2 separate regions of the Gasterosteus aculeatus genome follow, and region 1 is linked to region 2. The links are chromatin contacts, called in public Hi-C maps. All regions are on one chromosome and are shown on one strand. Each heading gives the region's core, a stretch centred on a gene start, on an enhancer-like site or on the middle of the called end of the contact. The rest is flanking DNA. Distances are from core to core; before and after follow the strand shown. Region 1 holds the start of tprg1 (tumor protein p63 regulated 1). Region 2 holds the start of smx5.

Region 1 (5,036 bases), core at 943-3,442, 150 kb before region 2:
AAGCTTAAGGGTGATCTTTGAGGCAGACGCACAGCTGGGACTGGTACTCCAACTAAATGTCAGCGTGTCTGTGTCAAACAAAATGACAATAAACAAAAAATATGAAGCCTCCGCACAACAAAATGACTGCAAATGAAGAAAGCTGTGCGTGCAGCTTCGACGTTAGAAGACACGAGAGAAAGCTTGTGCACAGAATACACTTCACATCCAAATTGATGCTTTCCCATGAAACTCAGACTGTCATTTCTATAGCATGGCATTCTAGCCTTCCACTTTTATTATTTCAGTGGCAAGTTGAAAAGATTAGGAGTTCATACTGAGGTCTTACAGCAATCTGAAAAAAGTGCTTTCCCGACCCGAGAGGACTACCTGTAGCAAGCCAACCCAGATTGGAACTTGTTCCAAAAAAAAATACTTGCACCATCCACCGAAAATATAATAAGTGTCCATAACAGCATTATGTTGTCGCACTTTTGCGCTAAATCGTATAAAAACCAGTACATCACCAGTTTCAAACTCACTACAGTGCCAAAGCTGTACAACTTGAAGTAAACAGTGAGCAGCAGGTCATGTAACAGGTTTTTCACCAGCTTCACATGCAGGCGGGTTGAATACTGTGTCTCATAAAAAGAATTCTTTAAGGAAATATCCTAAGCCGCAAAGTAGTTAAAGGACTTGCACACAAGAATGAGCCTTATTAAGTCCACTCTGGGACTGCATGTTATGTTGTAACTATAAACAAACAATAAACACTAAATAAGTCAAATGCAACTATAGTAATAAGGACAGATGTCAAATGTAGTATAGCCTACTACCGCAAGTTTTTACCCTCAGCACGAAGAATCTTCTTATCTTAAAATGTTGCAGAGAGGGCTCCACGGAGGAGTCACCCCGCGGGGGGCGGGCGGCTCCGACCTCCGCTGCCCGCTCCTCCGGGCCCTCGGGCGGCTCCGTGTCCTCCGTGGGGGGAGGCGGCTCCGTGTGACCCAGGTCCTCCGTGGGGGGAGGCGGCTCCGTGTGACCCAGGTCCTCCGTGGGGGGAGGCTGCTGCGGGTCCTCCGTGGGGGGAGGCGGCTCCGTGTGACCCAGGTCCTCCGTGGGGGGAGGCGGCTCCGTGTGACCCAGGTCCTCCGTGGGGGGAGGCGGCTCCGTGTGACCCAGGTCCTCCGTGGGGGGAGGCTGCTGCGGGTCCTCCGTGGGGGGAGGCGGCTCCGTGTGACCCAGGTCCTCCGTGGGGGGAGGCGGCTCCGTGTGACCCAGGTCCTCCGTGGGGGGAGGCTGCTGCGGGTCCTCCGTGGGGGGAGGCGGCTCCGTGTGAGAGCCCAGCGGAGGCTGCTTCTCCTCTTCGCCGGGCTTCGTTCTCTCCTCTTCGGCTGCTGCCATGTCGGGGCTTCAACGACACGTGTGTCCACATTAGCAACACTTGTGTAACAGATATTTATACCAAGTTAAAAAGGTTAATGACGGCTGCGAGGCCTGTGTTTAAAGCTTTGCCTCCAACAGTCACGTTGGGGGCACAACTTCCCCGGTATCGAGAATCGCTGTCACACTCACCCTGTCACACTCACCCTGTCACACTCACCCTGACGTTCATGTCGCTGAAGTTAAATCCCCTTTGATTGAGTTAAAGCAGAGTTGAGGGACTTACTTGTCGCTGTGATGTCTGGTTGAAGGGTTCAGCGGGTCCGGACAGCGGCGCAGGTGAATTAACTTCCTTGTTCCGACCAACGTGCGTTGTTGGGCGCGTGCGCGACGCAGCGCGACACTCGGGCCGTTTTACTGCTTTCTGTCGACGGTGCGCGAGCTGCACCGGCACCAGTCTGCGAATCGGCTCGCTAACGTCTACGGCTGGTTCCGTACTGACTGGAGGGGGTTTGTGAATGAAGCGAGTGGAGGTGGAGGTTTGGTCCACGGACACAGCGCATTTCACTGCGTCTGTTCCTCCACCTGCCTGACCAGATCTACCTGTTAGGAGGCAACGTACCCACGACACACCCTGCTGTCAATAAGTTAATATGTCCTCGTTCGATTTCATAGTTTTTTTTTCATCAAAAAAGTAGGTAGTCAGAGATGTCCACGTCACCAGTCTGCTTGAGGGTTAAATGAGGTGTTTTATAAGTTACATTCCAGCCAACGGCTTATGATTACCTGCCTGAAGGGAGCTTCCTTCCATGAATACTGAATTAAATGACGAAAATAGCCATTATCCTTTTCATAAATAGAAAATATTTTGATCTTCTTACCAAATCAGACAGAAGTTAGCATCTGACTATAGTGTAAAAAGTCAACAAGCCAGCCAAACCCATAGCAACAGAGCTTTAACCGGATGCTCTTATTGTCCTAGTTATGTCACCGTGTGGGTTTCTTTCCTGTTTTATTTTGTAGTTTCCTGCCTCTCGTGGGCCTGGGTACTATAAAGTGCCTTTGGTGTCCCCATCAGAATCACAATCATCGTGAAAATGGAGCAGAAGGATGAATTGAGGTCATATTATATATGGCCAAACATCTACACACATATCAGTACAATGATAAGTTGCCTTGAATATGTTTCCTTCATTTAATATAATAGTTTTCCCACACACTGCTCTGCTAAGTGTCCGTAATAAAGTGGTTATTTGATACAAAATATGGCTTTATTGTCCACAACATGTTAGTGTTTTTGATAAGGAACATTCAATTTTCATAATTATTGCATGTGTGCCTGAGATTGCAGGTCCACCTACCATGATTACTACCATGGTTATGTCTTCTTCAATATGACTATTTACACTCAAATTTCATAATATTCATCATATGTGTGTGGTTGGATCTCGTCAAGCTTAACGTGCCCACACTGTCATAGAGAAATATCATTTTATAGTTCTCAATGAAATTCACAATCCAACTGGACAGGAACATAATGAAACCATCGTGTTGGTTATGTTTTTTTTTTAAGTCTGCTGTCATGTTATTCCTTCTTTCAGTCCAGAGCATGTTTGCTTTTGAGATGATTGAATAAGAAGTTTTACTCTGCTCTAACAAGAAGCTGGACTTTTTGTGAAAGAAAGAAATCTCCATGAAACCTTTTGATCCCCTTCCTTTACTCAATACAGTGATAACACCAAACTGAAGACCGCAGCATAATTGAATCACAGACCTGGTGGCAGTTTTAGTATCTCAGCATGGCTGCGTCAGATCAGTGGATTTCTGCTTCCTGCTCTGCGTAAACCGTTGAACTTGGAAACCCTTTTGACCCATGATGCATCACATCATTTGGAGGAGCAAGGATACAAATGCTCCATGTTCTTGTATCTAGGCCAAGGAAATCAACACTACATAGCTGGAAATGCTCACTGCTGCCTTGGGTTCATACTTCAGTGTCTCCATGCAGTTTTTTTTAGTGTTGTCACATACATGTTTATCACCAATGGAATTTACTATGAATTAATAATAGGTTAAATAATAGATGTCACATTTTCTGTGGATGTTTTCATTGAAATGGGACAGCATGATTGCATTGTGAGCATGTGCTGTCCTTTGTAGACGCCAGTAACTTATCATATTCATATGTTTAAGTGCATCTTAGACAGTCTTATTTGTTTTTATAGTTGTACTGTGCAACGTTATATATCATGTGATGCACTGTACGGCTTTGTACACAAGCCCCCAAACACCCTATTGATCCTGAACTATAATTTTCAGCTGCTATATTGTTTTTCAAATACAGAAAGAGGCAAGTTACTGCATTTATATAAAAAATAATGTAACTCTTAAAGACCAAACGTGCAGAAGACACATGGCAACATTTCTAAATATAACAATATGTTTCATACATATATTTCATATCAGCCTCGTATCACGCGTGTAGAAAACCTCATGGTACCGTGAAACAACGCATGTGCGGGTGACCCGGCATGATTTATTTTCAATGGCAGGCGATCTACCAGCACTGCCTTCGCGATCAACCTGTTGTTTTAAAATGTGTTCTTCTTCCTATCTGAGTACATATTTGTATATCACCTTTTAAATGAGAATCATTTAAGAAAGAAAGAGAAGAAATCATTTTAACATGTAAATTATATTTCTTCATGTTGAGCCTGTCGTACACTTGTGGAAAGCAAAGACGAGTTGGTTGAATCTGGGCTGGAGCATCAACTGTGAGATGACATCCATTGACTTGACAACTCAAAACATACACACAAACATGTCCGGGGCTTTAAACCAATGTGCCTGCTGGATGGAAGTGATTCAAGTGTGTCCCAGCACGTATGTGTTTGTTTATCCACGTCGCAGCAAGGCCTGATCGACCGCACACGGGATCAGCAGCTGTTGCCTAGACCTCTGCGACCCCATAGGTTCCACGGTCACGATGGGTGTGCGCGCAGCGGCCTGCTGAGGCGTAGCAACACCGGCAGCCTCTTTTTGCCTGCTTAGCCTGTGAGTAATGCTGGGACCAGAGCGCGGGGGGGGGGGGGGGGGGGGGGCGGGCGATGGGCTTCGTTAACTCTGCTCAAGCCTAATGAGCTGGAAAACTCCTAACCTTCAGTGATTTAGTTCAGCAAAAGCCCCAATTGTCTGTGATGGCAAATGGCTTGAGTCTAGGTTTCGGTCTTCTTTCATTTGTTTTCACAACAGAAAAATACGCTAAAAATAAAAAAAAGGAATCGTCAGAGCAGCCGTATGAGTCACGCTGTTTGGATATTATTGCAAAGCAACAGGAAGGTAATATATCACGCTAGTAAAGCAACATTAAGGAAAGTTTCCCATAAATATATATTTAGATTTATCTTTTTACATTACATACAATTTTGCAATTCTCATGGTTAACTTTTGCATCGCATTTGAACACTTCATTCTGTCAGACAGCAACGTGCATCTCGGGACCAGTGCGTGTTGTCTTGTGAGGACAACGATGTGGCTGCACACACCGACCGTGAGCTGAGCGCAGTGTTTGCCGCCCGGAGGCTCCTCGTCCAGATGAGTGCAGACAACGGTTTGTCAGACCCGGACCTGACCGGTCAGCTTCGGGTTCACAGGGACGTTTCAGGGGAGCCTGA
Region 2 (4,847 bases), core at 1,875-4,374:
GGAGGAGAAAAAAAATGTGCTAATTGGATTTTGTCAAACATATCAGAAGACTGCTGCGGTCTGATTATGCATGAGGTACTCTTACCGTTATCGGCGCACATGAAGCGGGCAAACAGCATAAATATTGTGACATATTGTGTAATTATCTGTGGGGTTGCTCTCTGCTGGCGGAGCCAATCCAGGTGTGGAAATGCATTTGAAGGCTTTGTTGTGACCAAGAAAATATTTTGCTTTGAGTGTATTTGTATAGATGTGAATTTGGTTTTGTTTATTTTCCATAGGTAAAGGTTTACAGTTTTGCTCATTGTTCTAGATCCTACAGTAAAGTTGTGTACGTGTCAAAAGTTGTTTTGTTTGTGTATTCAATGTGCCTTTCTCTGTGGTGTCTGAATCCGTCCCCCAGTCCGCCCAGCGCTATTTAAAAAGGTACCCATGGACAGCACTTGTCCCAAAACCCCCTGACCCCCCCGTGTGTGTGTGTGTGTGCGTGTATTTAAATGCTTGTCACCGACCTGAAAACATGCAAAATTCATCATTGTAAATCTTCAGGACTTGTTTTTTGAATTGGTCTTTATTAAAAAAAACTGCATTAAAGTTATTGTACAATGTTCTAGATGTATGAATGTAAAATAAAGGTATTGGATTTCTATGTAACAGCAGTGTCACATTGAAATGGGAGAGGCTTATTCGGAGGAGTAAAGCGCCGTTTGATTTCACCGGATGTCGAGAAACGGTGAGCGAGGCTCATGAGTCCACACAGCTAAACACCGGCCCACGCGTCCGAGCAACAGAATCCTGTTACAGTGGAATTTTTGGAGAAACGTTACTTATTTCCAAAGGGAAGCGGCAATCAACAGAAAGGTGAGATTAGCACCAATTGTGATTCTAGCGATTTACATGATTGAACCAGCTTTAGGACGCGCTGTCACGGCTTCACTCTGAGGATTTTGATACAGCACGATGAGGCCGTGGGATTTTCATTTTCATTTCCCATGAAGGCAGACGTTTACAAAATGCCTTCTTTCCGAGAGCACTTTGTGGCAAAGAGTTATCAGTTTCTCAGATAACTAAAATCCCCAAAACATTTGTGAATGACAACATGAACATGTAAATAAAATAGGGTTTTATTTTGAAGTGGAATAGTAAAAAAAAGTCATTTTTTCAAAGGAAAGCAACGGAAACACTAGAAACATATCTTTACCTCTACAGGGCTCAAAAAATTGAATTTAGTCCTGATTCTTTCACACAAAACCAAAAGTCGGTACCAAATGACGCCTTCCTGCCCCGCTGAAGACCACTTCCAATCATGACTGTTGATCTCTTAACATTAGGAGAACATGACCAACACTGCTGAATCACAAGAGATGCACAAACTATCTCACCTTGAATGTAACTCAAAACTATATAAGAATTCACGGTCAGAACCCCTTGACCCCCCCCGACCCCGACCCCCCCACATCCTTTGGGTTAATCACTGCTTCTGCTGCATTGCTTCTTTTCGCGCAGCGTCCTGCAGGAGCTGAGTGTCCACCTCGTCAGCGGGCAGCTGAACGTACCGGACCACCGATCCACGGATAAAACAGTTTTTCACGGATAACTAGAAAAAAGAAAAATCAAAATGCGCAGTTTGAAGAGAATTCATTCAAGGCAGCGAGAACACAAATGCAGATCTGTCCGAATAAACGTTCTGTTAGATGGAGTTTAGTGTGTGACAAATTCTTTTGTGTGGCATGTTTGCCATGTTATGCATATATTGTATTATATTGTAATGTATTGTAATATATACATTTATTTTACATATATTTCATATTACCTTCATAAAGTGTGTATATTTGGGATTTAAGAGAAATCCTTGTCCGGAGCATTGTTTTACAGCGAGGGGCTCCGAGACCCCACCTTAAAATCATGTTTAAAGGAAATTCTCACAAAAGCCACGAAGCTTCAAGGCGATCAAACAATGTCCCGTTTGTTTTTTGGGTCTGTTAACAAAGGCCTGGATAGTTCAGATCTCACACTGAACATTTAGGGTTTTCAATAGGTATATCTCAAAAGAAGGGACAGCGGGTGATAGCAAAGACTTACCATGTGTGGATATTTCTCTGGATCAGTAACACTGATGTCTGTGAGCTTGATATTCAGGTACTGAAAAACACACAGGCAGAGATAAGTCATAATTCGTCAATCAAATAAACGTCGAACAGCCGCAGTTCTTACAGCTTTTATTCAAAGTGAGGGAAATAGTTCACGATTTCCAACCTGGTCAACGGAGTGAAGCGTCCCGCAGATGCTGGAAGGAGAGACGGCAGCATTAAACCGATTGAGACGTTTCTAGATCAGAAATACAGCTGACCGGAGCGGAGGTGTTCTAATCACTGGCCTACACATGCAGTCTACTATAATATATTTTACCAAAAATAAAGAATAACCAATTATTTTTAAACTATACTGTATTCAAATTCCAAGACATTACAATAGTTCACGTTAGCCAGAAGGGTCATTTGAAGCGTGCACACCTTTCTTCCACCACAGCTAACGATAAATAATGGCGGCTAAATCGAACGGTGTTAAAAGGCCACACGACTTTCTCGGAAAATACTAACCTCAGGTCGTTTTTAAGCTCCACCACCACATCCTTCCCCACCAGCGACTTGAAAAACGAGTAGAAAAGCTAGAAAAAGAAACACAACGACATGACAACGCTCTTGTTAGCATCGGGCTACATGCTAAGCACGATACCTGTATGCAGACAGCAAACACAATCAACCCCATTCGGCTGTGTGGTGAGATATAAATACTTGACTAGCGGCGTGGCGACTTTTCAAATAAGACATTCAATGGAAACTTAGAACAAATGACTATTTCCAAAGCGTAGTTCTTACCATTATTGCTGTTGGCTTCTTGCGGATGTGCGTCGAGTGCTGATGACGTAATATTGCTGCGCCCAATCGGGGTGCAGCTACTGACAAATACCACACGAGGGCGCCAGAGATGCGCTCCGTGTCAGCGGGATTGACGCTTAACTGTCGAAGTCTATTGTGATTTGTTACGCGAACCATGGGACCATAACGCGTGTTAGTCAGCCACGTGGCATCAAAGTGAGTCCGTGGAATTACTATCAGGCGGTTTATCTGTTGGACTCGGGAGATATTACATATTCGTAAGTGTTTATTATGTCTGCTAGTACTGTGGACACCTGCAAGGCTTTTCAGCAAGTTTCTTTATAGATCTTGAGGCACAGGAACTTCAACTATAAATGTTCTGAATATCTTTTAAAACCCTGCAGGGTTTACTATGATTGCACATTTTTGACCTGTTGACCCGTGACATTAAGCATTGTCTGCCTGGGGCCCATTGTGAATGGTTACATACGTCTACGTCTCAGATGAAAAAGTAACTCATGTGTTTATAGGTGATCCTGGTGGGATTGCTGTAAAGAAAATACATTTGTATGCAGCAAATGTAATCGTCCTCTTTATTCATCTCCTCAGGAGGTGCAATAATTGGATTAAGGATAGAAACAAATATGCAATAGTTGTAGAAATTATATTCAATTTTAAAGAAAAAGAGAAGTGGCAAAGAAACTCTTGTCTCCTTGCTTGTGCACATGAGCAAATATGTGAATGTGCAGATTACATTTACACACTGATCAAACCACATGAGAATTAAGATTATTTAGGGGTTCATATATGGACTGCATGCAGTTCTTTTATGCAACAGCAGATGGAAGCAAACAATGAAGAACTACATCTTGTCTCAGACTGTTGAGATGAGTTTGTGATATAGATCTGAAACTACCAAATCCAGTTGCTGTTTGTTAGCACCTGAGAATTTATTGTACATCTTCATGGTAGACATGTTCATGTCTGTGGAGGATAATACTGTGCGGTACACATTTGTCAGCTACTGTATAGTGTAATTCTCCACATGATATGTAAAGTTTATCGAATGGGCAGTTTGATTCCAAACCCACGTTTTAATGCAATCTTTCTATAATATAAATGTTTTGCTCTTTTTTTATATAACTTCAAGGGAAAAGTTTCACACCATTTTTCATTCTTGCCACGAATTGGACAACAAGACTGAGGCCAGGCTCATGTTAGGGCAAAGAATATGAAATAATAGCCAGTGGACAGTTAGCTTAGCTTAGCATCAGGACTAAAAACCGAAGGAACTGGTGATGGACGAGCTTTATATGCTCCACTGTTACGGGTTTCTATGCTAAGCTAGTGGTATCCTCGGTTTTAATGTTTCCAACAATGCAGAGCAGGTAGCTGCACAGTCGCTGCAGCTTTGCTTCACTTCACGGAACGCCCGGCCTTTGGAACGTCAGCGTGCACTGCGGAAAAACAAAGAGCTCCATTATACATATTATATTTGCTGGGGAAATAAAGAAAGAAAGCGAGCGTTCCCTACGGTCTTTTGGAGGCGGCGGCTGGCCAGGTCTCGCCGGCGGCCTGAGTTTGCCGAGGAGTTCGGCGCTCTCTCTGTAGTCTCTGGGGTTCTGGGGCTCCGGCACGCCGGGCCGGGACTTGGAAGGCAAAGGAGGACGTTCTGGCGCGAACCCCCCCTCTGAGCGCGACGGCACCACTGGTTTCTTGTGGGCCGAGGCCCGCGAGGGAATGCAGGTCGGCGGCGGGGGTTTGGTCTCGGAGCAGGTGAAGGAGCGGTGGCGCGGGGTCGGCACTGGGGGGCGATCGGGGTCGCTATCTGCCGGTTTGAAGCTGGGGAAGTTTGGATCTGGCGGCACAAGGAGGTCCTTCGGCGGGTGGTCTTGGTCCTTGGCCCGTGATTTTCCCATCGCACCGTATAACGGATTGTCGAACATCGCTGACGGCTTTTCATCCTCA

The links. Hi-C and Micro-C count contacts between places; a contact is called where the count stands out from the background.
Region 1: a Hi-C map of skeletal muscle shows a contact between it and region 2, with 8 times the contacts expected there. The contact joins the promoter of tprg1 here to the promoter of smx5 in region 2. A contact is called at or near these places in 6 of 6 Hi-C or Micro-C datasets (blood and trunk muscle, liver, skeletal muscle and 2 more).

The regions. Positions count from the first base shown.
Region 1 is chr8:4,696,799-4,701,834 of fGasAcu3.hap1.1, reverse strand. It overlaps tprg1 (tumor protein p63 regulated 1), which reads right to left and starts at 2,192. Exons shown (of 6, transcript XM_078107639.1): 1 at 1,569-2,192; 2 at 829-1,390. The coding sequence starts at 1,594.
Region 2 is chr8:4,543,333-4,548,179 of fGasAcu3.hap1.1, reverse strand. smx5 reads right to left here and starts at 3,124. Exons shown (of 5, transcript XM_040183623.2): 1 at 2,880-3,124; 2 at 2,601-2,668; 3 at 2,257-2,287; 4 at 2,083-2,142; 5 at 1,109-1,597. The coding sequence starts at 3,056. The coding sequence ends at 1,472. It overlaps inpp5d (inositol polyphosphate-5-phosphatase D), which reads right to left. Exons shown (of 27, transcript XM_078107629.1): 26 at 4,414-4,847; 27 at 3,450-4,336. The coding sequence ends at 4,296. It overlaps bcl6aa (BCL6A transcription repressor a), which reads left to right. Exons shown (of 10, transcript XM_040183618.2): 10 at 1-654.